5 separate regions of the Mus musculus genome follow, and regions 2, 3, 4 and 5 are each linked to region 1. Evidence: chromatin contacts called from public HiChIP or PLAC-seq and promoter capture Hi-C data. All regions are on one chromosome and are shown on one strand. The core of a region is the stretch at or near the end of the contact, and the rest is flanking DNA. Distances in the headings are between cores, read along the strand shown.

Region 1 (5,116 bases), core at 1,478-3,977:
TACACTCACAATCTGTGTTCCCTACATTCTCATGTCCAGTGTATTTAAGATCCCCGCGTCCACCTGGTTACATCAGGCAGGAACTATCCGTCATCTGCCACGTCTCTCAGCATAGTCTTCGGGCTTACCCTCCATACCACTGCTCTGGATGCTCCTCTCCCTCTGGACAATGTTACCTTATGGACCACAGTAACAGCACTACTTCCCCAGCCTCTCCCATGAGCTGCTGCAGGCTTCTCAGATCACTCACCAGTTTCTGAGCATCTTGGGAGACAGGGTATGTGCAAACTGAAGGCATTAAATCCCTACAATTCTAGTTTCAGTCCAAGGGCAGATGTAGTATGTATGTGTGTATGTGTGTGTGTGTGTGTGTGTGTGTGTGTGTGTGTGTGTGTTTGTGTCTGTCTGTCTGTCTGTCTGTCTTTGTATGTGTGTGTGTTTTTGTGTGTGTGAGTGTGTATGAGTGTGTGTGAGTGTCTGTCTGTCTGTGTGTGTGTGTGTGCACGTGTGTGTGAGTGTCTGTTTCTCTCTCTCTCTCTCTCTGTGTGAGTGTGAGTGTGTGTGTGTATGTAAATGTGGGAACCAGTACCATATTTCTCAGGCTCCATCACCTTGTTATATGACACAAGGTCTCTGACCTGGAGCTTGCCAATAGGCTGGGTTGGCTGGCCAGCCTGCCCCAGAATCCACCTATCTTGGCCTCACACTGGGTCACAAGCATGCACCACCCCATCTGTCTTCTTCACTAGTATGTGAGGATCAGACCTAGGTCTTCACACTTTACATCCATGTCCCCCACCTCACCCCCAATCTTTTCTTGGGGTTTCTAGCTTCCTGTCAGGAGGCGCAACATGAGCTAAGCAGCAACCGTGCAGGGAAAGGTAGTACCATAGGAAAGGGTCTCTGAGACCCGAAACATTGCAGAAGCATCAAAACATTTTCAAAAGCCATTCATTGCAAATACTACAGTCCCAGAAACATTAGCGCTCCATTGAGTTTGAAGAATGTAGAATCCCCAAAGTACTGAAATCTCATTTGAGAATTTAGAATCGAAAAAGGGTCTTTGCCCCTGAAAGGAATAATCACATTGATTTGAAACCCTCTTTCCCACAAACAAAACTAATGTTTTAAGGTTAAAAACCCTGGCATGAGCCCTAAGCAAGCTGTGCAGACCGGGCAGGGCAAGCCCAGGAGAGGGAAGGGGGTTGGGAGCTGAGCTGGCAGCTGTGTGTATGGGACCTGGGGCTACTTCCTGAGTGAGACCCCAGGATGCAAGCAGGGTCAGGAATCAGCAGGGCTCAACAATGGCTATTTCAGCACAAATATTTCAAGATACTGTGGTGTCCTAAAAGCCCATAAACTTGGTCCAAAGCTTCCTTCTAAATTTCCAACCCAGAAGAGCTCATAGAAATATGAACCTGGCACACGATTCTGCCTCCTTCTTGCTTCTTTTTCTCTGTGCTTTCTTTGCCACTGGCACCCTATCCCCTCAGCCTGTGAGGGGCCTAACTTAGCAGCCAAAACACCCTCAAAGACCCCTACTCCCACCCCCAGCCCCAGCCCCAGGCAGAATTAGCAATCTTTCTTGCTTTGCATTTTAAAGAGGCTGTTTCCTATGCATTTGCAGCGAGTTCTTCATTTCAGTAACACCCTGTCTGCACCCGTGCATCATGCATGGGTCCAGACAGACAAGCGCTTTACTGGCATGCTCTGAAATGGATCAGATATACTAGCTATGTAGCCTCTGAAAATAAAGGCAATGGCATTCATTACAAACAAACCCAACAGTCACTGTTAAGAAAGAGTGGGAAAAGCCAGGCCTTTTATCGCAGCACTGGGGAAACAGAGGCAGGAGGATCTCTGAGTTGGACGTTAGTCTGGTTTACAGAGTGAGTTTCAGGACAGCCAGGTTACGCACGCGCACATGCACACACACACACACACACACACACACACACACACACACACACACACACACACACGCACGCACGCACGCACACACGCACACACGCACGCACGCACGCACGCACGCACGCACACGCACATTACCGCCGCCACCACCAAAAACCAAGCTCTGTGAGGGTAGCGGAGTCAGGGGAGGTCAGATCAAACAAGCAAGCAAACAAACAAACATCCTAAAACAAAGGGTAATCACTTTCTGGAAATACTTCGAGTTTTGGAGCCTACGGGGAGGAGGGAGGGGGGTGCCATTCTACTCTAGATTCTTGGGTTTTCCTTGTCCATAAAAAACAAAGTGTTCCCTTTCAGTTTTGACACACATAAGAGAATGTTGGTCAAGGGTCCAAGGTTGTCTTTGGACCCCTGTTCATCCCCAAAGCAAACTCTAGTTGTGTGTGCCCCCTGCTTTGCATCTGTAGGACTGCAGCCACAGGGGGAGCAAGTCCTTTTCCTTTCAGTTAAAATCTGCAGGAGCTGCTTTCGCGGTGGGAAGAAAGCCGACGCAGACCACCGCCAGGGGAAGGCGGGCGCTGAACGGCTGCGTTGGGCTCATTCACAGAGCTATTAATCATACAAGAGCCCATTTATGACAAACACAGGTCACTCCCTTTGCATGACAAGGCGGAGGGGTCCACAGAGGCCCATTATCCTCCCCCAAAACAGAGCATTGTGGGCGAAGTGGGAGAAGCCATGTGCTCACACACAAACGGACATTGTAAGGCTGTTTGCACAACCCCGTCCTGCTCCTTGCGAATTTCCTGCCAAGGAGACATTTAGATCTCACAGAGTCCGCACAGCAGACATTGCTCATTCAATATGGCTTCGGGCAGTAAGCCCCAGAAGCCCGGTGCACGGCTCCCTCTGCTGGCCATATCTGGAACTGCAGGCCAGGGATGCTGAGACTTGAACCTGAAGGATGCTCAGGACCTCAATTTCTTTTTTGCCCTTTGCTGTAAAAGCTGGGTGGGTGTGAACTTTGGGAAATAGGAACCCTGCAACTACAACCGGTACTAGCTTCAGCACTTTTGATAGGTCATATAATCCTTCAAATATTGTTTTATAATCTGAATTCATGCCACTCATTTAGCTGCTCTGAGATCAAATACTAAATATCGAGTACCTGCCTGACACGTGGTGAGGGTGATACAAAGGGTCTTCTCTGCTTGCTTTCAATAGGATAGAAATGGCCACATCACTGATATGGAGTCAGAAGAGGCAAATACAATGCCTACTGGTAATGCCATCATGTTTTGATCAGAACAGAGACCTTAACTCCTGGTGTCTAGATTCTCTAACACTATTGCCATCTCTATTTTAGACATGGCATCATTGTGTGTTATGTGTTGGTGTGGACAGCTCTGTACATGTCCCTGGACACACTGCTTCACCAGCCGTTGGTGATGCCCCACCTTGGAGTAGTATTCGGATCCAGGAAGGCCCTGCAGGAAACAGCAGAGCAGCCTTTTTCTAGTTCGACAGTCTTAATCAATGCATTTCATTAACATTCACTTAACCTTTCCTGGTCTGCACTTCACTCTGAGTAACTGATGACTTCACTGCTGCCAAGCATTGAGTGGCCGTTGCCACAACTGGCATCTCCCTTAAGTCTGGCATCTCCCTTAAGACTGGCGTCTCCCTTAAGTCTGGCATCTCCGTCTGAATTCTGACCTGACTAATGGGGATGATTTCTCTTTACAGGGGGTATCTATGAGGACTCTAAATGAGATCTCTGATGACACCCCAGCTTGTAACTCACTGTGTCCTCGTCCCCTAAAGTCCACACACTGAGGCGATGCTTAGATTCTCCCAGGGAACCTAAACTTAACCCGTCCATAAAGAAAGGCTCCATTTCTTACCTTGGAACCAGCCCTTGAAGTCTTCCCTAGCTCAGTAGATGGCAACTGGGTGAGCTTCCAGATGCTCTGTAGAAGGCGCTGATGCTGACCTGACTTTGATGCATCTCATACCCCACACCCAAGCCAACAGATCCCACAGATCCTATACTCCGCACTCAAGCCAACAGATCCCAGAACTCTGCTTTTGAGACAGGTCATGTGTTCAATTCTTTCTCTCAATTACCAGTGTCTCACGCTGTCCTAGTCAGGGTTTCTACTCTGTGACAAAACACTATGACCAAAAAGCAAGCTGTGGAGAAAAAGAGTTTATTCGGCTTACACTTTGCCTCACGCTTCATCATCAATGGAAGGAAACCAGGACAGGAACTCAGGCAGGGCAGGAACCTTGAAGCAAGGGCTGATGCTGAGGCCATGGAAGGGAGCTGCTGATTCGCTTGCTCCACATGGCTTTCTCAGCCGGCTTTCTTACTGACCCCAGACCACCAGCCCAGGGATGACACTGCCCATGATGGACTGGACCCTCCCTTCTGGTTCACTAATTGAGAAAATTCCCTACATCTGGATCTTATGGAGGCACTCCTTCAACTGAGGTGCCTTCCTCTCTGATGACTCCAGCTTGTGACAAGTAGATACACAAAATCAGCCAGTGCACAGACCAAGCTGGAATCCACCATTCCTCGCCAGAGCATCCTGTGTTTCTTCCTGCACAGGTCTCCAAGCCCAAACACTCAGCTTCCTGTCCATCTAGCTACTATAGCCTTGTGCTTAAAATTAGCCTCAGTCACCCCTCAGCTTAAATCTCTCCAGGGACCTCCACGTCACTAAAAGTACTGTGCCTGCCAGAGTCAGCGAGAGCCTATGGCGTTTGCTCGCCAGCCAAGGTTTCACTGCTCTGCTCTCGCTACCTTGGCCTTGTCACTGTGTTCGTTCAAGGTTATCCCCCACCACTAGCTCCTTCTCATCCTCGTTAGTCCTTTTGTTTCAAATGCTTTTCTCCAGGTCTCTGTTCAGTTTGTTTTTCTGCAGCACCCAGTCTAACTATCATGTTCACTACAGTACTTTGCCACACACCACCCCCAGGACTCTTTATTTTTATATCTATCTCTTCTAACATATATATACCCACAATAGAGTATCTATCTGTCTGTCTGTATTCATATGTATATCTGTCTCTCTCTGTATGTATGTACACACACACACACACACACACACACACACACACACCTCTGTCTTTGCCTGCTCCCCCCCTCTCTGTGTGTCATATAAAAGCACGTTTCTGGTACCATATCTGGAGACACTCA
Region 2 (5,116 bases), core at 1,935-4,434, 950 kb before region 1:
ATGTTAAATCAAGCCATTACTAGAAATTATAGTAAATTGCTCTTTAAAATAAAACTATACAAAATATAAATCAAGATATAAATTTGAACATTGTAGCAACTATATAAGCAATAACTGGAGAAGTCTGTGAAAACCCAATTTTAAAAGGGTTTAAAACTGTTTTACATCATCACACTCTCACACTCTCCTCCTCCTCCTTTTTCTTCTCTCTCCTCTCTCTCTCTCTCTCTCTCTCTCTCTCATGCACTCTCTTACACACACACACACACACACACACACACACACACACACACTTCCATGCACGCAGCTAGGCACACCACGGAAGAAAAGTCTGAAGAACGTCATCTCTAAGTTGCAAAATAAAGAAAATTCTATTAAAATATGTCGGTATTTATACTTTCAGTTTTTTCTACAATTATTTTGATCAGTTATATATATATTTTCTAAATAAACCAAGACTTCATTTATGATTATGAAAATTGAATACATTAGAACTTATATAAAATCACAGCTAGCCACAAATTTTCTATTTCTTTAAATTGAATTTTCTCTTCATAAGGAACTCAGATGTAAATTGAGGACGGCCTTCAAGGCCCGAAGGCAGGTAGTTACATTCCCAAAGAACACTGTGGCCAAGTCCCCACAGCCAACCATTACAGCAGAGGGCTGGAGAGCTGCCTCAGTGCCGAGGAGCACTGGCTGCCCTTGCACAGGACCTAGGTTTGGTTCCCTCCCAGCACACTCATGATGGCTCACAAACACCTATAACTTCAGCTCCATGGGATTCTACATCTCTTCAAATCTCCATGGGTTCCGGCACACATCTGGTACACACGCATGTATGTACTTAGGCACACACACACATGCATACATATAATATGTAATAAATAAATATAAAACAACACTTAACTTGTCAGCCTAGAAGAACTATATCAATCTGTTAATTAATATTATAAAGCCCTCATGGTTCAATAAGGCTGATGCTCAACTCTTTTTCAGACTCCTCCTGGTTCATAGGTAAAGTGCATAGTTGTGAAAGGAGAAAAACCTGTCTATGAACTATATAATACATAAAATGCAAGGCCTCTTTACCTCTGATTGCTTTTGTGATGATGAATGATGCACCGTGCTTTCGGTTGCCTCTGAGCTAAAATAAAATAAATAAATAGATAAAAACTTACAGTTGAGAATTTTATAATACTTGAAACATTTAAATTTATGCTTCTCTACTTATATCCAGAGCACTGAATACCAGCATCAGTATTTTAAAACTTCTTACAGGTTGCAATATGAACTGTGTGTAGTAGCAATAAGAGTGAGAATTATGTTCATAGATCCCTGTCAGGAAGAACCCCAAGGTGAGGTTAGAAACAGTTTCCACATCAAAACACCAATGAAAAGAGAAGGAACCACAGGGGCAGAGCTGAGCTGTGTGGTAGAGAACTTGCCTATGACGTTCAGGGGCCTGGGTTTGAACAAAGACAATACTAATTGCCCAGTCAATGCAGTCTATAGGGCAGGCACAGAGACCTAAAACAGATTTCACTAAGAGGAAAAGTGATTACCTATTGTGTATCCATGGAGACAATGTTATTAACAAAACACAGATATGTAACTACTACAGTAATTAATTTGAGTCCACAAACGTAAACTGAATGGCACTGTCTGTAGAATAAAGAATAACAAATACAGTGAGTAGAGTGCTTTCAAGTTCTACCAAGAATAAAATGAATAAGTAATCAGTAAGAACAGATACGTTACTCCCTAGGACGCTCGCTTAACAAACATGAAGGAATCATCAGGGAACAATTTGGCACAGTGGAGGGATATAAAGTTGATCCCAGGCAGAGCTTATAGGGCAACAGCTGTAGGAAACAGATGTAGAAATCAATAAAGAAGGCAGATAAGAAAAGGCAGAGGACAACGAGATTTCAATATAAGTTGACTCCGTGTTGTTTTTTTAATCAACGTATAGTGCTAAGCATTGAGACAGTATTACAGACATTTCTGAAATGCTAGATATCTTTATCCAACTTAAAGGCGGCAGCAGCCTCTCAATTTCATCATCTACAAAATGTCCACGTCACTCACTAGAAACCGAAACGAATAACAATATATGCAGCTTTTTGCCATTACAAGACCTAATTGAAGACAAGCAGAATAAATACTCAGAAGACAAGGTAAAGGAGCTCACTGGGCCAGATTTAAGAGTCTTCCTAGCCATGCTGCTTCCCCAGGGCCTAACACACGGGCATGCCAGGCACTTGATACCATGTATGTCAAGTAAATGGGCCTTGGGCTCCTGCTTTCACCCTATGACCCGAAGGCTTTCCCTAGGAAACTAGTAACTCCAGGGTCCATAAGTTGGCAAACACCACAACTTTGTCTCCAGCAGAATTGGAGAACCGCTGCTTCTTTCTCTCCACTCCCTTGGCATTCTACTCAGCCAGCACTTCGGGCTTGGTAATGAGAAACGTTCACTGGATTGGCTATCTCTCCTCCACACTGCAAGTTCCATGAAAACACTGTCTCTGAATGCCCAGCAGCCTGCACCATATCTGGGGTCCGAGTGTGTGTGTGTGTGTGTGTGTGTGTGTGTGTGTGTATCACACACACACACTGAGAGAGACAGAGACAGAGAGAGACAGAGACAGAGAGAGACAGAGACAGACAGACACACACACACACTAGTAAATGCGTATTACTGAGACTTTTAAAGGACGATAGAGTCCTGCGAAATTCTCCCGCCACAGGTAACAAGATTACAAGGCAAGTCCGGATATGACAAGGACCTAGGGAAGAAGAGTGACACTGACCTGCCGAGAGGGTGACAGCCTGAGTGGGGATACACAGCCGAATTCGGAGCCAAGGCTGACTACAGACACCCTTCAGCGAGCCCTGGACCCGGCAGCCCCGCCGTTGCCAGGAGACAACACAGCTGCTATCCCCGCTCCACTTGCACTGCGTGGCACCGCGACGTGGCTTTACACGCCCCGCGCCCGCGCCCGCGCCATGCCTACAGCCTTAAAAAGAGAGCCCGGCTCACCTGCACTTCTGTCTCAGGTGGCCATTCGGTATTGACCAGCAAGTCATAGAGAATCGTCTCCTCCTCGTCCGCAGAGCCGGGACTCAAAGCCGGCGCTGACTCGGGGGCCGCCATGTTGGCCGGGAACAGAGTGGTGGAGGGAGGGGCACTACGGCGACTCGCGCGGGTCATACTTTCCTGGACGCGGCCGCTGGTGATTGGCAGAGTGAAATGAATTAAGTGCGGAAAGGGAATGCTAAAAATGACAGAAAGGGAATGCTAAACTTGACAGATCTGTGGGTCTAAGAATGGCCTTGTCTTGTATGAGATATGTCTTGGACCCTGGTCCACTTTTTGTTCATTTGTGCCTGAAATGAGTCAAGTCACTGAACTTTTCTTACCCAGTCAGCGTCTACGAAGCTGCAAGAACCTCCCAGAGTGCTGGTGTTCATGTACAGATTCTTCTGCAAACACAGAACGTGTTCGGAGAGTGGACTTTAAATGTACCAAGGGGTTATTCAGTTCACAGGAAGGGTGCTTTAGGCACCTAGAAAAAAACAGTGAGGCTGATGAAGACACCCTGTAACAAGGAGAGCTTGTCAGCTGTGTAAGAGAGGATGTCCTAAAAATCACCATACAACATGGACTAGCCTCAGACCCAGTCCTCCTGCCTCAGACCCAGTCCTCCTGCCTGAGCCTCCCCAGTGCTCAGAGTACAGAGATGTGCCATCAGGCCCAGCCCTGGGCCTTCAACTATAGGTAGAAATTGGGTTCACTGGAAGTCAGGAGAGAATATATCAGTTAGGAGGTGCACAAGACATAGGAAGATTACGTTGCTATAACAGACAGGGTGAATAGAGAGGCCAAGCTGAGAAAGGGTGTGGAGGACGATAAAGATAGGGCAGCTTGAGGATTCCCTAGAGGGGAAACTTACCTCATTTGCTTGCTCGTTTATTCATTCATTCATTCATTCATTCATTCATTCAGCATATGCCTGTCTTTGCAAGGCCCTTTAGTGTAAGCAGAGCCAATTACGACCAAGACGACCACATTGTTGTTGAGTTGAAAAGAAGTGAAAATTCACAAGATACCTTTCAGAAATTATCCTGTAGAATAACCAACTTAGTGCATTAGGCAATGGTATAATAAAATGCACAACTGGAGCGTGTCTAATTGTTCCCATGTCTCTCCAAGTTCATCTGCACCTTGTACTCTCACAGCTAAACTTTTGCCACACACACACACACACACACACCATTCAACTTTGCTGTTTCTAAGACAACAGACACACATAAACATCAGGAGATCTGACACGGATGTTCTTTGTACACAGAGGTTGTACCTGATGTGGCTCTGCTATTGCTCTCTCATCTCCTTCCGGTTGTAGTTTAAATGCCACCTTCCCTCCGAACTCTTGTTCCTGTCTAAGTTCACACTCACTTTCTTCCCACTCCAGCTTCCCAGCCCTCCCCGTGCCTGCTCAGGTTGTCTGTTTGTTTGTCTGCTTGTGTGTTTAACACAACATTTGTTATCATTGGATATGCTATGTGATGTATAATTTATTTTACTTGTGTACAGTCTGTCCTCATCCTCCAAAAATGTAAACTCTAGCCCAGAAGAATGCAACGTCGTCAGGTATAATAGATTCATTTCACAGACGCACCGTGTCCCCAGTGTTTAGAGCAGGGGGCAAAATTCATACTTCCAAGAGGGTAGAGAGATGGCTCAGCAGTTAAGAGCACTGACTGTCCTTCCAGAGAACCACTGTCTTAGGGGTTTACTGCTGTGAACAGACACCATGACCAAGGCAACTCTTTTTGTTTGTTTGTTTTTGAAGATATATTTTATTTTTATATGAGTACACTGTAGCTGTCTTCAACACACCAAAAGAGGGCATCAGATCCCATTACAGATGGTTGTGAGCCACCATGTGGTTAACTGGGAATTGAACTCAGGACCTTTGAAAGAGCATTCAGTGCTCTTAACCACTGAGTCATCTCTTTTGTGATTCAAGGCAACTCTTATAAGGATATCATTTAATTGGGGCTGGCTTACTGGTTCACAGGCTCAGTCCATTATCATCAAGGCATG
Region 3 (5,116 bases), core at 885-3,384, 840 kb before region 1:
TACGGTCTTTGAGAGTCTGGGACGTTTCTTTAGAAATGAAGCAATGCTTCGGGGCTGACTCATTATAGCTTTTCCTCTTGGAGGTTTTCAATCCCAGATTCAAAGCAAAATGTTAACAATAAACTGGCTTTCTAGAAATCAATCTCGCTGCCCTTTTTGTTGCTTTTAATTGAGCCACTTTGCAATGACTCTGTGTTTTTGGCACTGCCCTCTTATTTCCCTCACAGGATGATTCCAGTCCTTCTTTTGAGGGGGAGAAAAGGTTTTTTTCAACAGGTGCTTTTAGCTAAAGTCACAATGAGCCAAGAAGGAAACAGCTCATGATTAGCAGAGCTCCCTGAAGCAAATATGAGGGTGGATGGCTGGGGGGGGGGGGGGGATTTGTCCCTTTGTGGAGACCCACCTCAGGGTGCCAGGAGAAAATGCCAGAAATGCTTCCCCAGGGGTCTCAGTAGTACCTAGCTTTTCTATTTGTGATCTCTATTTCTTCTGTATTGCTTCCTCATTTATGCAATTTAACATTCAAGTATGAGTAACTTATATGTTTTCTTGTCTTTGACAAAAAGTATACCGATTGAAATGTAGTTTTTGCATTTAGACATATGGAACCTTGGTGTGTTGTGGTCTTGAGTCCTTAGGTGACATCCATTCATCCCACAAATGCTTATTTAATATAATTGGCCCCAAGTCCATTTGCTGGTGCTCAAGATCCAGCAATGATTAACTCTCATCTGCTCTCAGGTCCACTTGAGCACACATTTGGATCATAGGTCTCCTTCCCCACTCTTGCCACACAGATATCCAGAACTTAAGAGCTCATGGAGGGGTCTTGATGGAGGTCTTCTCTCAGCCAACTGATGCTCTATTTGAACTTCCAACCAGGCACACAGGAGGTATATCCCCATTGTGATGAAAAGCAAGTGGAGGTTCAAAGTAGCAGAAGTCTTTGCCCAAGGTCACAGAGCCACCAGGTGGTAACACTTTTCAACTGGGCCAGGTTTTCTTGAAGCCCTTTCTGTGTCTCATCTTCTGGAGTCTCTGCTCAGGGTGGCAGATATGGACCTGCTCAAATTTCCTAGCTCTCTTTCCTTGTCAAGTAGCCAGTTTGGGGATCAGAAATGCCCCCTCTACTCCCTACGTCTCACCTCCCGTCACCCTCCACTCCACTCCCTTCCCACCCCTACCCCGCTCACCCCCAATCCTCACCCCTAAGCTTCCCTCATTCCCCATCTCCCATCTCCTTTCACTCTCTATCTGCTACTCCTTCCCCATCTCCACCCACTTCCACCCTCACCCTCACCCCAGAAAAGAAGAGGATACCTAACAGTATGTGCTTGGGTGAAGTTAGTAGAACAAGCACTCTCCTATCTCTGCCTCCTGCCTAGCTCCTGTCCCACCCACTCCAGGGGGACCATGGTTCCCAAGCAGCTCTAATGAGAGGTGACATCGAGAGAAACAGAATCTGTTAGCAAAACACCCAGCATGTCACCAAGAGCTGGTCCTTCTTAGCAGAAAGAGCTCTGTTTGCTTGTTTTTGAGATAAGATCCCACTGTAGTCCAGGCTGGCCCGGATCTTACTGAGTGGCTCAGATTGGCCTGGAGCTCATAGCAATCATCCAGCCTCAGAATTCCAAGTGTTAGGACACAACTGCCACCCAAGCTGGCTGTAAAAGTGACCGTAAAGTCACTTCACCTGGTCCTGGCAGAAGGCTGACTTTTTGTTTTTCTTGTCCTACTCAGCATGGAAAGCATTTGATGCTCTGAGGGTATGACCACAGTCCACCACATGTATGGACACAAGTCCACCACAGACAGCATGGCTGGGAGACAGAGACAAAACAGGACTAGGAGTGTGGGAGAGGGTTCAGAAGGGGACTCATCAGTGGGGAACAGATCAGTCAAATAGGACCTGGGAGGAGGAATCAGGAAAGGTTGGAGTTTGGGGAGCACCATTAGTTGTGCTCTCTTTCTGGTATGACAACTGCCTCTTCCATCCCTAGCCTACATCCTCTGGGTGTGTGCTGCCCTGAGCTGACAGAGAAAGTACTCTGAGACAGCCTCTGACAAAGAAGCCTTGACTGTTGGCAGGCAAGATTTTCTGAAGCAGCTTCCATAGCAACCAGAGGCAATGTTGAAAAGCAGCTGAAAGGCCCTGGTTGCTTAGCAAAGGATGACTGCTTGGGAGGTGCCACCTGCCCTGAGGGGGATAAGGAGGCTGAGAATGTTACCCATTGTTTGCTTCTCATGAATGAAGAGGGGACCTTAAGGGGACATTAAGGTCCTAGGCCTGTAGCCTGCCTCTTTTCCTTTTTGCATGTCCCTGATTCTGTCCCATGCAGGGTGGGCCACTTCATTGAACATTCTTTCTAGATCCAGCTCACCCTGGTCTTGCTTGAGCAGTGATCTCCTTTCCTTGTCTTGGACCAAGGTCAGAGCAACCCATAGGCTCAATCTCCATGAGGAGAAGGGACCCTTCCAAGGAGCTCAATGCTGTTTGTGTGTCAGGGCCTGTAAGGGTCCTTGGTATTGGGTCTAAGGAAAGATGGAGGAGCACACAGTCCTCAGGGGGATCACACATCCTTTTCAGAGAGATTGGGAGTGGGAGAGCATTGCTTTAAGGGATCCATTGGCACCCAGAGTTAGGCCCAGGACAGGACTCTAGTTCCTAGGGACTAGGATGTTCTTTGTGATCTATAGACTATGTCTTTTTTGAGCTGTCTCTTCACTTGATGGCTGGAATCTGGAAAGGACATTATTGTGATGGTGTAGACAAGTGTGCCTGCCAGATGTTGATAAACCCAGGAGGTGGCAGTCAGAGAGCCCAACCAATTGACCCACCAAGAAGTATTCAGAGGCAGTGGCTCCAGTAGTTTCTCCTCCATCCCTTATCCTGCATACCTGGTTCTTAATGAGACATGTAGTGGACAACCTTGGGTGGGATGCTGAAGTCCCTTTGGTTGTGGGTTTTCTAAACTGCCTACCCTGGCTTCTCCCTCCCCATTTCATTCTTTCCTACATAACCTATTTAAATCCAGTGCTGGGAAGGTACAAGGATGGAGAGAGATGCTGGAAAAGTTACTTCACTTATGAGAGATTAGAACTATGTGTGACCCCTCCTGCATCCCTGGTAGCTCGAATAAGGAAAGACTTGGGAAATGATGATGAGTAGGAAGGTGAGGGAACAGAACACACAGGTCGAGGTGGGCAGAGGTGCAGGAGTCAGAGCTGGGTGTCAGTGGGAACAACAGCTAGTACCTAACATTCAAGTACTTCCCTGGGCCCAGAGGGAAGGGACACTGAATGCTGACTTCATAGAAAGGAGGATTCGATGCTTGCAATACTCTCTTTATTCTGCTTTAAATCAGAGGAAACTCCAAGCCATGAGTAATTGCCAGGCCACAAGCAGGTTCTAGAAAACCACAGCTACCATTGGACACTCTTGTGTAGCGTACTTCTGAGCTGGGCTGGTATCTGCCTCTCCAGTCCGCATGGCCCATTCTTCGCTAGCATCCAGGTCCTGCTGAGGGTACAGGCAAAGTGTTTCTCCCTCAGGGCATCTTGCAGAGTTGGACAGCATTGAAGTACCTCAGGCTCCTCACAGGCAGGCTGCAGGACATCCTCCACCACTGCACACACTACTTTCATTTGCTCTTTAAAAAAAAAGAAAGAAAAGAAAAGAAAACCACTGGGAGTGAATTTAGTGGTTGTGAAATTTAAAGAGGCAAGTGCAGAGCTGGGAGGCATTTCCTTAAGCACAAAGTAATGAAGTGTCCCGCCGGCCCGCCCAGCAGTGCACATGGTTAACATTAGTGGCAGAGGGAAAACCCTTCTCCAGTCCCCACGGCGAAACCCTCCCTAAGGAGCCCCTCACAGAGAGGCTGAAGGAGGCCTTTCACACAGATACTACCCATCAGTGAGGAGTACACAGCCCAGTCTGTTCATCTGTAATACAGTCTTCAGGCATCCCCTGCACATTAGCTCTTCATGATCTTGTAGATCCAGAGAATCCACCCTAGGCAAAGGCCAGGCCTGATGCTCATAATGTGTCAACGAGTAAAAGGCATTTGTGTCTTTTGGGTGAACAGCATTTTGTGGTTCTGGGAAGTACATGCAAATTGGTAGCAGTTCTGCAAATGTAGCACGACTAGCATTGCCTGGGAAGGGGCAGTTGGCTTCTAAGAAGTTGGTAGCCTTGAAGAATATGGAGACACAGGGGCCAGGTACACATGGGAAGAGCAAAGAGGTCTTTGTTGAATGTAGAGGGTATTGTTGAAGGTAGAATGCTAAAGAGGAGACCTTTCCCTATGAGACATGGAATTCTATCACAGACATCCCTTAGGCCATGCTTAGAACTTTGGACTTTGCCTTTTAGAAGACAGGGGTATTGACAGATGCTCATTTTTCTTTTGTTAGCTAGAAGAGAATCTCTCAGTGCCAAATGTATGTATTTCAGCTCCCCTTGTTGGTTACATCCTCAGGAGCCTACTCTTGGAGGGTTCTTCACCAAGAGTTGAACCTTCTTGAGGCGTTGCTGTTCTTGAACATCACCCGAACTTCCTGGTACCTTTAGATGACCACTCGAGAGCAGTTGCAAGGCTCAGGACTCCATGGGGAAGCAGCTCCCGGCTCACAGCCCTTTCCCTGCAGGGTGTTGCCAGAACATCTGCTCAGACCGGAGAGCAAGACCTCTCATTTCCACTTGTCATTCTTCTCTCTGTTGCTTCTCTTTAAAATAATAATTGTTGTTTTTCAAGGGAGACGTTATGGCCCGTGGAGCTGCGGAAATGTTGGCAGGCCTGAGTCATTAGGGCTGAGCCCTCATGCCCCCATGTCCCCGGAGACCTTAGCCCATCAGCCACAGGTGGTGACAGCGCCAGGCCTGATGTTCCAACCTCTTGGCCTGCAGAATCCTTTGTGTGTGTGTGTGTGTGTTTTAGACCTTCATTTTTTAGGGAAGGGGACCAACATCTGTCCCATATCACGTGTGTGAGATCCTCCAGACAGCAGGGCCCACAGAGTTCAAGCCAGAGGTGGATAAGGAAAGAGCTCATCCTCCCTCTTTACTCTACCCAGCCACTCCTATCTGCAGTGGCCTCAGCAATGAGCCATGGTAGAT
Region 4 (5,116 bases), core at 1,869-4,368, 740 kb before region 1:
TTCAGGATGTATCTCTGTGGATGTCTCACAGTGGCCGTCAGATCGGCTGAAGATGGAGACTAGAATTGAACCTATTTTTCTCTGTATTACACTTCTAGTATCCTAGCTGAGGTTGCCAGCACCCTTTCCTGAGGAGTGAAACCCCCTCTAGAATCCCCACACTGGCCTAGTCTCAAGGGGTCATTGGGAATGATTCTTCTAGAACTTTCCCCTGCTCAAAACGTTGACACCTTTTCAGTGCCCCTCACCCATCCCTGAATAGTCTAGCCACAGGTAAGTTCTTAGCCTCTGTTCTTGGCACAGTTGAAAGACTTTGAACTTTTAAACAGATTTTTGATTTTTACCAAGGCTTTGCATTTTTAGAGACTATTTTAAAGAGACTGAATTTTTAAAGACTGTGGAACTTTTAAAATTTGGAATTTTTACAACATAATGCTGATATTTGTGTGTGATCTTGGAAAAGTTAGGTCTTAACAGTGATATGCTTGTGTGTCTACTTGACAGGGGGTCAATTTGTGCTGGCTAGTTTTATGTCAACTGGACATAAACTAGAATCATCCGAAGATGGACACTTCAATTGAGGATATAGCTCCATAAGATCCAGCTGCTGGGCATTTTCTTTATTAGTGATTGGGGATAGACCAAGCTCAGGGTAGCACCATCCCTGGTCTATTGGCCCTGGGTTCTGTAAGAAAGCCATGAGGAGTAAGCCAGTAAGCAGCACCCCTCCATGGCTTCTGCATTCATTGGTTCCTGCCTTTAGGTTCCTGCCCTGTTTGAATTTCTGTCTTGAAATTCAGTGGAATTTCCTTCAGTGATGGATTACACAGTGGAAATGTAAGCTGAATAAACCCTTTCCTTCCTAACTTGCTTATTGTCTTGGTGGTCTGTCACAGCAATAGAAACCCTAACTAGGACAAAAACCATATGTGGTAACTTAAACAAGAATGGCCCTTACAGGCTAATAAGTTCGAATGTTTCATCAGCAGGGAGTGGAATTGTCTGAAAGGATTACAAGGATTAGAACGTGAGGCCTTATTTGAGGATGTGTGTCACTGATGGTGGGCTTTGAGGTTTCAAAAGCCCATGCCAGGCCCAGTCTCTTCCCCCTTCTATCTCTATCTCTATCTCTATCTCTATCTCTATCTCTATCTCTATCTCTATCTCTATCTCTATCTCTCTCTATATTTTTCTCCAATATATCAGGATGTAACTCTCATTAACTGCTCCAGAGCCATGTGTGCCACCATGCTCCCCACTGTGATGATAATGGACTATACCTCTGAAACCATAAGCAAGCCCCCAGTTACATGCTTTCTTTTATTAGAGTTGCCTTGGTCATGGTGCCTCTTCACAGCAGTAGAACATTAAGAGGTTCAACGGAGCCTCTACCCCCTCTATACCCAGTGTCTGAAGTAAGGAAAAACATTGAGAGATGCTCAGAAAGCTTTGTGGTAGCAATTACAGATAACAGACATCATGTTTTCTTAGATTCTATTGAACAGACTTAGTCATATGCCCACAGCTGATTGCAAGAGGGCTAGGACAGATGGTATATCATGTGCCTAGAAAGAAAGGCAACTCTTTTGGGAAATAGATAGCCAGTCTTCCATGGGCACTTATACATCACATCGTTAATTTTCATCTTAAAGATTAGACAAGTTTTATATACATATATCAGCTGTGGGAACTTACTCTGAGGTGCTCTAATCTGGAAGTTAGATTTCCTAGAAGGTTTTTGAAAGCCATGAAAATATCCTCCTCCCCTCTTCCTCCCATATCACCCAATTCTTCTTCCTATGATGACAACTGTGAACCTAAAAAGACCTGAGCATCTTAAATCTCTCCAACACTATCCATATCCCTGTCTCCATATCTCCTGTATTACCATGACAGTGTTGGGCAGGCTCAGGGAGTCAGACATGCCCTATCCATGAAAGGGTTTCCCACCTATGACTAGGCTGAAGGAGCCTCACATGGACTGAAGTTGTTAGATTCCCATTGAAATAGCAGGGTTCCTAGGGGATGGGGGTGGGTTTATGAGCCTACCATACATGGTAACTGGGAGATAACCAGACAGGAACAGAAAGTTCTGTTTTAGTACTTCAGAGGACATCATTGTCAGGGTAGCATAAGGTTTGGGAGGGGGGGGGTCTCAACATTAGGGCAACGCAATGCCTTTATCTCATCTTTTCGAATGGAAAAGGCACAGTTGACTCTCCGAATGGACTAAATAAACAACACTCTCCAAAAACCATTCTTCTGGAAGCCTCTATAGGGAAATGGGCCATTGCAGACCCAGCAGGCGATCCCTTTCTTCAGCAGTGTGTAAGCCCCTGGAACTCCTCCACCACAAATGGTTCATGTGGTGTAGCTGAGAATTAATTAGAAAGAAAAAAAAACCGTCTTGAGTCAAAACACATATCTCACAACCTATTAGCATTAAGATTAGCATTAAAGAAAGTTGGAAACTATAACATTTTAAGCACATTTTATAAGTCTAATTTCCTGTGTGTCACTCTCAGATAATAAATGCTTTTCCTCCTAGTTCAAAAGTCTTAGTGGGAAGGGAAGGATGGGGGTGGGGCAAAAGAAAGAAAAACTTAATTTAAGGTCTATTAGTTTATTTTTAGTTGCCCAAGATCTGAGAGATCGGGAGCACTTCCCTTTTCTAATAGGACGCGCCTTCCTGTGTAGCAAGGAACTCTCTTGACCTGGGGCCTCCTCTAAGGTGCCACTGATTTTTGACAGAATTCCTCAGGCAAGGGCTTTGAAAGAAGCTAGGCCATGCTTTTGAGGGGAGGGTGACCTGGGGCCTGCAGGGACAAGGTTAATTGCTTGGAGCATTGGAGAATGGCTAGTGAGGGAAGGCCCTGCTTCCTGTATGGCCCTGGAAGACATTTGTCGCCCACAGCTTCCATAATAAGACATTCCTGCTAATTTGCCATGAGCTGAAAGGGATTTCTGTTTTTAGCTTTGGGGTCTGTGGCAACTGTTTTGTTTTAGATGAAAATTAAGTGGGGACAAGGAGCCCAGGCTGGTGGGGGGATGGGAGGTGGAGCCATAATTGATGTGCATTACTGGTAATTACCTAGCTCTTTCTTTCACTCATCATGTTGACAGAGAAATCTATTACCCAGCAGCTCCGTTTCCACAAATTGCCCTTCCCTGAGGACTCGGGGAGTGGGGGGTACTGGAGGAAATCACTGCTTTGTTCCAGAAAGTGGACCCCCAGCATGCTAAGAACATGGCTCCAGTTGTCTTTTAATCAGAGGGAGGGGATATAAGTAAAGACCCCAATGGCAGAGAGAATGACCTGGTAGTATAGTCCCAAACAGAGAAGCATAGGCAAAGGGAAGATTCTGATGGGCATGGAGTTTGAGGAGGGTCTTCACGGGTAGGCAGAGCCGCTCTGGGCACGTAAGGAGAGTGAGATAATTCTAGAAATGGAGAAAACATTGATGGAGCCCACAAGCATACCAGGGCATGGTACTTTAGGGAAACTTACCCAAGGTCTCATTGCACAGATCTACTGGGATGTTGGATGAATAGATGGATAGATACATGGATGGATGGATGGATGGATGGATGGATGGATGGATGGATAGACAGATGATGGATGGGTGGATGGATGACTGGATGGATGGGTGGATGGATGGATGAATAGATGAATAGATGGCTCAAAGGTCAAATGAGTGGATGGAAGGCAAGTTTGGTGATTATGCAAGGAATAACAGTAGTTTAAAGGAAACCATAGGTTTCAGGGGATTCCTTGTAGGGGACATGAGTTTGATTGTATCTTCTCTCATTCTTCAACTTCCAGGGCTTGTTTCTCTTCTTCCCTCATTTTCTCTTATCTCTTCATCTTTCTCCTCTGCGTGTTTGGCTCTGACTTCCTTCTTCCTTGCTCTCATCTTCTTTTTTCCCCTCCATCCTGCTATCTTGTGCTGTCTTGTGTTTTAGCTCTTCATGCCTTCAATTGGTAGGCCAACATCAAATCCTTTGGAAGAGTCTGTCGGCTTTCCCTGACTTTCTTAAATCACACCACTCTTCAGCACTTCCAAACTCCCCACAACCCTCTCCCCAGTACTAGAGATTGAATCTAAGGCGGTACACAGCTATCCCCACACCCACCCACTCCCCAGTCTCTTTTGACTTTTTATTTCAAGTATCTCACTAATTTCCCCACGTTGTATTTGATCTCTTGTCCAGGCAAGAACAGGTCTTCCTGCTTCAACCTCTTGAGTGCTATTATAAGCCTGTGTCACCACACCTGGCTCCAAGCCATCCTCCAAAACACTGCTCTCCAGCATATTCAGGAACTGAGAAGCTGCCACCTGGTTTCTGTCCTTTCTGATTTTGTGATCCCTTCAAAATTCTGAATGGAGCTTCGATTGTGAGTCAACTACAAGCACACCTTCCAACATGCGCTATAGAGACTCCTTGTTGAGAGTGGGAGGTGAGGACTATGTAGTGAATGTAGTCACACTGTAAACCTGAGGCTGACTGAGGCAGCACTAAGCTGTGCTGAGGCCTGGTCTCATTCCACAAAGCCCAGTCTTTCTCCATGGTACTCAACAGGAAGAAAAATCTCGACTTTATTGTATTGAAGGCAGGGTCTGCATTTTTGATGCACAAAGATCTCTGAGCATCTTTTCCAAATGAAGTGATTTCAGTCTCAGTTTCTTCACTCTCCTCTGCTATCCTGCCTTTATTGCCCCCCCCTCACCATGCCTTAGCTTGTGTACTTTCTTCCTGTCTACTTTTATCTTTATAAGGGTCAAGGCAGAGGCCAAGATATAAAAATCCCAGCCTAGTCTGCTTTATCAATGTAGGGAAGGCATAGCTGTGAGTGGTCCCTGAGTCTGCAAGTGCTGTAGACCCATCGTCTCAGCCCCACCCCAACCACCTGAGAGGTGGTCTTAGAGGACATGATGCTCCACAGGAACAAGGCTGTGCACTGAAGTATCAGTGACTGTGTCCATGGTGAAGACTAGTTAAGGATCAAGGTTGCTTACTTGCTCCCTGGAGAGCAGAGAGAGAGCTGCTGTCCTCCCCCATGCCTCTGCTCCAGGTCTTGGCTGACGACAGATGCGGAACAAAGCGACAAGAAGGA
Region 5 (5,116 bases), core at 1,223-3,722, 700 kb before region 1:
TTGAGATTAGGAAAAGAGCTTTTGTCTTCTGAGTTTGTTTCCTGGGAGAAAGAAGTGATATATTGAGTAATGTCTAAACTCCTGGTAGGCTCTGGTACTCATAAAGTCCCTTGTATTGCATTGATATTGATAGGATCCATTGCCTTAAACTGTCTCAGAGGTTCAGTTGAGGTCAAGCAGTGACAGGTCTCCAGAGATGCACAGTAGAGATTAACTCAATCTAGTGCTGGAGCTGCTGGCAAGCCACAGCAGGGTTTTCTCCAGCTTCGAGTGCCTTCTTTGGAGGGAAGCTGGGACACCTTGGACAGCTCCCAGATGTCTCTGGTAATCATCAAAGGGGACATCTGCCCGGAAAGGCTCTCAATGCTCTGCTAGATGGGCCAGGAATGAAGGGGCACAACATGTTGCTGGGTTTATGTACAGGAGGCAAGGATGAGACTCACCACTGCTCTGTGACACTTCTGGGTTGGGAGCTTTTACAGGAGCCGTTTAAATTCTCTCAAGAGGAAACCAACCTCTGCGGAAGTGCACATTCAGAAAAGCTCCTCTGAGCTCCAGTCAGACCCAGATATCCTGAGGCTCTACCATCCATGGAAGATGCTGTTGCTCCCTCTCCCTCTCCCCCTCCCCCTCCCTCTCCCTCTCCCATTCTCTCTTGATCTTGCTCTTTCTCACTCTCTCTTGCTCTCTCTCTCTCTCTCTCTCTCTCTCTCTCTCTTGCTCTCTCTCTCTCTCTCTGCTCTCTCTCCCTCTCTGAGGCATTCTCCATACATCTTTGTATTTGGACAATTCCTTCAGGTTTTAAGTCTTAATTCTGATCACCTCACAGACTGCTCAGGGCCACTGAGTTTCCCTCCATAGTTTCTCAGCTCCTACATCTGCAACTCTGAAAAATGTATGTTTCCTTATGACTTTCTATCTCATGACATTGCCCACCCCCCAATCTAGAAATCTTTGCATGCTCTTTCACTGTCTGAGTGGTCCAACCCTCCTCTCTCTAGTCAGAAACAGGGCTCTTTCCATCTCTCTAAAGATATAACATTTTGATTTAACTTAGTTGGGTTTCTCATCTTTTTGTTGGTTTTTTTTTTCCTTTTGTTTTGTTTTAAGGCCTGATCTCCTGCAGCCCAAGGTGGCCTTAAACTCGTTATGTAGTTAAGCATGACTTTGAATACCTGATCCTCCTGCCTCTACCAGCCCCACACTGTAATGATTAGGTGTGCACCACCACCCCAACTGGGGAGCTAATCTTGATCGTTGACTTTCTTGTTGAACATTCATCAAAAGCTCCCCTGTGGAGGCTTTTGCTGAGATCCTGACATGGACTGCGTGTGTGTGTGTGTGTGTGTGTGTGTGTGTGTGTGTGTGTGTGTGTGTGTGTGTTCTGATTCTGGGCAGGTACCTATTATTAACCCTTTGCTCACTGTGGTGTCTTCAAACTGGCTTTTCAGAGGGTGGCAAGGATCCTGTGTGATATGACTTACTGTACCCTGAGCCTCTGAGACTAGAATGATCTTCCCTAAAAGGCACACCCTCCTCCCCTATCTACCACTTCCTACAGGAGCCCCCATTTCTGGAGAGGTAGGCGGCATCTATGGTCTCTCAGGAGTTTTTTGTCTTCGTGCAATCTCTCCCTGTGTTCAGCATGCACTTGTCCCTCCATTCAAACCAGCAGATCCCACTCTTCCTAATGCTGAGACCCTTTAGTATAGTCCCTCATGCTGTGGTGAACTCCAGCCATAACAGTATTTTCATTGCTACTTCATAACTGTAATTTTGTTACTGTTGTAAATCATAATATAACTATCTGGGATTTTCAATGGTCTTCGGTGAGTCTTGTGAGGTTTTTCGACAGCCCCTCCCCCCAGAAGTCTTGACCCACAAGTTGAGAGCTGCTGGTCTAGATTATGTTAGGTACCGTGTGCCTGTGGCTCTCAGGTCCCTGATCTTTCCATGCCCTGGCCTGTGACATTTGCAAAGGCAAATTGTTCCATTCTGACCTCAGATCTTGCCTCTGCAGGGTGTGCTATAAATGACCTCTTGGGTTCCTCTCTCAGCCATCTTTGCCTTTAGTTCTGTGTGCCTAACACCCAGCACAGATCCTCTCCCCACGGAGATGACTTCAGGCCAGGGGAATGCCAGGCTGGAAGCCGGATTTGATTAAGGGGAAAAGAAGAGTTTTATGAGGCCACAGGGCAGGCGTGCCACCACACTGACCCCACAAAGGCGGGTGATAATGGGGCGGGGGGCCAGTGCTGGGTCTGATGTTACCCCTGCAAACCTGATTACAGGGCCTCTGGCTGAAGCTTGCCTATGCTTCTCAGAAAAGAAGCAGGCTTTCTTGCCCTAGGCTGGTCCCTGAACAGGCAGGTTTAAATTGAATCAGACCCTGGTTCCTGGTACAGAGTGGGCCATTCACTGGCCTTACGTTCCTCACAAGACAGGCCCCAGCCATGTGGTCATGTGGGTAAATTGAGTGGACTCGTGGCAGACAGCCAGGCTTCACAGCAGCTCACACAGGCCAGCCCAGAAGGCAGGTTTCAAAGCAACAGCTAAAGCCTGACAATGCTGGCTTTAGCAGCCACTGTGATTGTCTTTTTTGTTGTTGTTGTTGTTGTTGTTTTTGCTTGGTTGGTTCTGATTGTTGTTGTTTGTTTGTTTGTTTGTTTGTTTTTAAAGAACAAAGGCAGGATTCTGGAGACATGTGTGTCACTTAGTGGTGAAGGAAGCTTGAAAGAATCTCCCCTGACAGTGTCATATGTGTGTAAGGTGACAGTGGTTATACTCACCTTGACTGCCCCTGGTAATAGTACAGGCCTGTGATCATCCCAGCTACTCTGAAGACTAAGGCAGGAAGATGGCAACTTCAAGGCCTCCCTTGATGTGAGATAGGGAAGAAGTCCCAGGAAGGGCGCCTGAGTAGGTGTGGTTGGCAACCTGAAGCTTCTGATATCTTTTTTTAAAAGTCCTCCATCTTGCAGGTGGGATATTAACACACAGGCAGAAGGAACACTCCATCCTCTCTACTCATAGCACCTAGGTGGGAGTCACCCTGACCTCAAGGCTGCCTATGTGCTGGCCCAAGTCTTAGCCTAGACAGAAGAAGCAGGATATGAGAGACCATGGATGGAGAAACTAACCATCAGAGGGTCTACCATCTGCAGAATGACACGGGAATTCGTATTTCTTGGGTTCCCATACAGAAGCTCACTTGTACCTTATGTTTAGAGGTGGGGAACCTACGGCCAGAGGTGGGGAGTGACTCCCCAGACCTGCAGTGAGGCTCCATCTTAAAGCTTGATGCCAACTCTCAATATTCTGGCCCCAGTCTCCTGTAGTAAATAAAATAAGACGATTACTCGCTGAGTGGTCAGCATGTGGGAGACTTTCAAGTTGAAACTCTGAAGGCCCAGGGGAACTCCAACATCATATACTTGCGGTTTTTGTTTGTTTGTGTTTTGATGGTGTTGGAGAGTAAAGTTATGCCTTGTGCATGCTGGGCAAGCTCCCCGCCACTGAGCTGCAGCCCGGCTTATTTTTGCTTTTAACTCTGGGACAAGGCCTTACTGAGTTATCCAGCCTGGGCTTGACCTAATTCTAGAACCTGGGCAAATTCAGAATTTTCTATCCTCCTGCCTCAGCCTTCTGAGTAACTGGTTTTATTGGTCTTGCTGGGATTAGGGGTCTTTACCACAAGGCCAGGTTAAAAATACATCCTCAAATAGGAATTTAACTATGGCAGCACCTGAGCTTCACTCAGCTTTTAATCAGCCCCAAGCAGGCTGAGGGACCTCCTGAACCTAATACTGGGTCTGAGTCCCTGCTCTGTGTACACCTCCAGGTCTCAGTACCTCAGGTGGACTGGATGGGGGGAGGGGTCCTGCCAATGAGCACCCTGCAGCATCACCTAGGAGCACTGCCTCTCTGCTCCTGTTTCCATGGAAACACCTCAGGACCCATTGATCAGCTCTTGTTCGGGGCTTTCATTAGCTTGAGCGATAGAATAAGTTTTGATTCAAACATGACACTTTTTTAACGCAGTGAAAAACTCGTTTTGTATAAAACCCCATTATGTGGAACAGACACGCAGGTTGATGGCCAATTTAGTTAATAGAGCTTTGCAGCTGACACTGAATTAAATCTGCAGGAAGCAGCTTCAGTTTGCCCTAGAAGAGTCACGTGTAAATTTGCAGCAGGCTGGAGGCGCCGAGGGGAGGCTCCCAACCTGACCTTCTCTATTCAGCACTGCCACCCTCTTGTCCCAAGATCAAAATGTGCAGGTGCTATCCTGTCAGGCTCTCTGGATCCCTAGGATGACATCTGAGGTCTTTAAGTGAAGGAGGAATATTCTTGCCAGGAAGGTCACTTTGTCCTGTCTCTTCCCTCCTCCACCACTACCCATCCTCCTGTTTTCCATCACACATTACTTCTGTCCTTGTAGGACACCGCTTTTCTGGTCTCCTGTACTTACACATGAAGAGCACCAACCTTCAACCCATCTGCCTGACAAAACCCTTTAACCTTGAAGGATGTGATCCTTCTCTTGTTGTCTTTCTATGATTCCCTCCTTGAGCCTCTCTGGCACACAGCCCCGGTCCTATATTAAAAGCCATTTCAGATGGCACTAAATAGTGTGCACATAACCACCTCCTTAGTTTTCATTGTCTCCAGTCACTGCTGGCTCTCTCTGAAACTGCCCCCTTCTCTGTAAATTTAGAACGATGACACCCACTGAGAAACTGGACTGGTGCACACAAGAGGACTGCTTCTCAGCAGTGTGGTACAAGGCCCTGCCACTTTTCAGCTGTGTGGTTCAGTTTCTTCATTTCTCTTTCCTTCTTCTCACCTGCACAATGCAGGTTATAAGAACACAGTCATCTATTGGCATCCCCAGGAAACTGGCTCCAGGGCACCAAAATCCATAGGGGCTGAAGTGTCTTATTCAAACAATATGGCATTTATATACAGCCCAAGGACACTATCTATACATCCTACAAACAATGTCATAATTACTTCTGATTCCAAATACAATGTATATGTTAATATGGTAACTAGCTGCTATGCTGTATCATTTAGGGAGAAGCATCAAGAATGGAAGGCAGTGAATGTTAAAATA

What was found. Promoter capture Hi-C pulls out the DNA fragments that hold promoters and counts their contacts. HiChIP or PLAC-seq counts read pairs in DNA pulled down with a chosen protein or histone mark.
Region 2: a promoter capture Hi-C map of embryonic stem cells shows a contact between it and region 1, with 6 times the contacts expected there. The contact joins the promoter of Nbas here to the enhancer-like site in region 1. A contact is called at or near these places in 5 of 39 promoter capture datasets (cranial neural crest, embryonic stem cells, liver and 1 more), 3 of 115 datasets of contacts at active chromatin or transcription factors (astrocytes, embryonic stem cells and large pre-B cells) and 1 of 9 other capture datasets (macrophages).
Region 3: an H3K4me3 HiChIP or PLAC-seq map of embryonic basal ganglia shows a contact between it and region 1, with 5 times the contacts expected there. The contact joins two enhancer-like sites. A contact is called at or near these places in 3 of 39 promoter capture datasets (the HPC-7 cell line, cranial neural crest and maxillary cranial neural crest) and 4 of 115 datasets of contacts at active chromatin or transcription factors (astrocytes, embryonic basal ganglia, embryonic stem cells and 1 more).
Region 4: a contact with region 1 is called in an H3K4me3 HiChIP or PLAC-seq map of embryonic basal ganglia, with 5 times the contacts expected there. The contact joins two enhancer-like sites. A contact is called at or near these places in 3 of 115 datasets of contacts at active chromatin or transcription factors (astrocytes, embryonic basal ganglia and embryonic stem cells).
Region 5: an H3K4me3 HiChIP or PLAC-seq map of embryonic basal ganglia shows a contact between it and region 1, with 6 times the contacts expected there. The contact joins two enhancer-like sites. A contact is called at or near these places in 1 of 15 datasets of contacts at CTCF or cohesin (large pre-B cells), 3 of 484 Hi-C or Micro-C datasets (the N1E-115 cell line and embryonic stem cells), 5 of 115 datasets of contacts at active chromatin or transcription factors (craniofacial prominence, embryonic basal ganglia, embryonic forebrain and 2 more) and 1 of 9 other capture datasets (embryonic stem cells).

Annotation. Positions count from the first base shown.
Region 1 is chr12:12,321,417-12,326,532 of GRCm38.p6, reverse strand. The region is part of intron 2 of Cyria (CYFIP related Rac1 interactor A); the gene reads right to left. Among named protein-coding and RNA genes, the nearest start is that of Gm34407, 35 kb to the right of the region's middle. Within about 2 kb of position 2,727, at least 94 of the 459 cell types and tissues checked have an H3K27ac peak or open chromatin away from gene starts, as enhancers often do. A contact at or near this core is called in the N1E-115 cell line, craniofacial prominence, embryonic basal ganglia and 1 more, where this site is marked.
Region 2 is chr12:13,267,195-13,272,310 of GRCm38.p6, reverse strand. Nbas (neuroblastoma amplified sequence) reads right to left here and starts at 3,184. Exons shown (of 52, transcript NM_027706.1): 1 at 3,047-3,184; 2 at 1,093-1,147. The coding sequence starts at 3,160.
Region 3 is chr12:13,156,874-13,161,989 of GRCm38.p6, reverse strand. It overlaps Gm24208 (a long non-coding RNA gene), which reads left to right. Exons shown (of 3, transcript XR_381282.4): 3 at 1-142. Among named protein-coding and RNA genes, the nearest start is that of Gm38686, 7.2 kb to the right of the region's middle. Within about 2 kb of position 2,134, at least 61 of the 459 cell types and tissues checked have an H3K27ac peak or open chromatin away from gene starts, as enhancers often do. A contact at or near this core is called in embryonic basal ganglia, where this site is marked.
Region 4 is chr12:13,064,688-13,069,803 of GRCm38.p6, reverse strand. No RefSeq gene overlaps it. Among named protein-coding and RNA genes, the nearest start is that of Gm35298, 35 kb to the left of the region's middle. Within about 2 kb of position 3,118, at least 13 of the 459 cell types and tissues checked have an H3K27ac peak or open chromatin away from gene starts, as enhancers often do. A contact at or near this core is called in embryonic basal ganglia, where this site is marked.
Region 5 is chr12:13,023,472-13,028,587 of GRCm38.p6, reverse strand. No RefSeq gene overlaps it. Among named protein-coding and RNA genes, the nearest start is that of Gm35208, 39 kb to the right of the region's middle. Within about 2 kb of position 2,472, at least 44 of the 459 cell types and tissues checked have an H3K27ac peak or open chromatin away from gene starts, as enhancers often do. A contact at or near this core is called in the N1E-115 cell line, craniofacial prominence and embryonic basal ganglia, where this site is marked.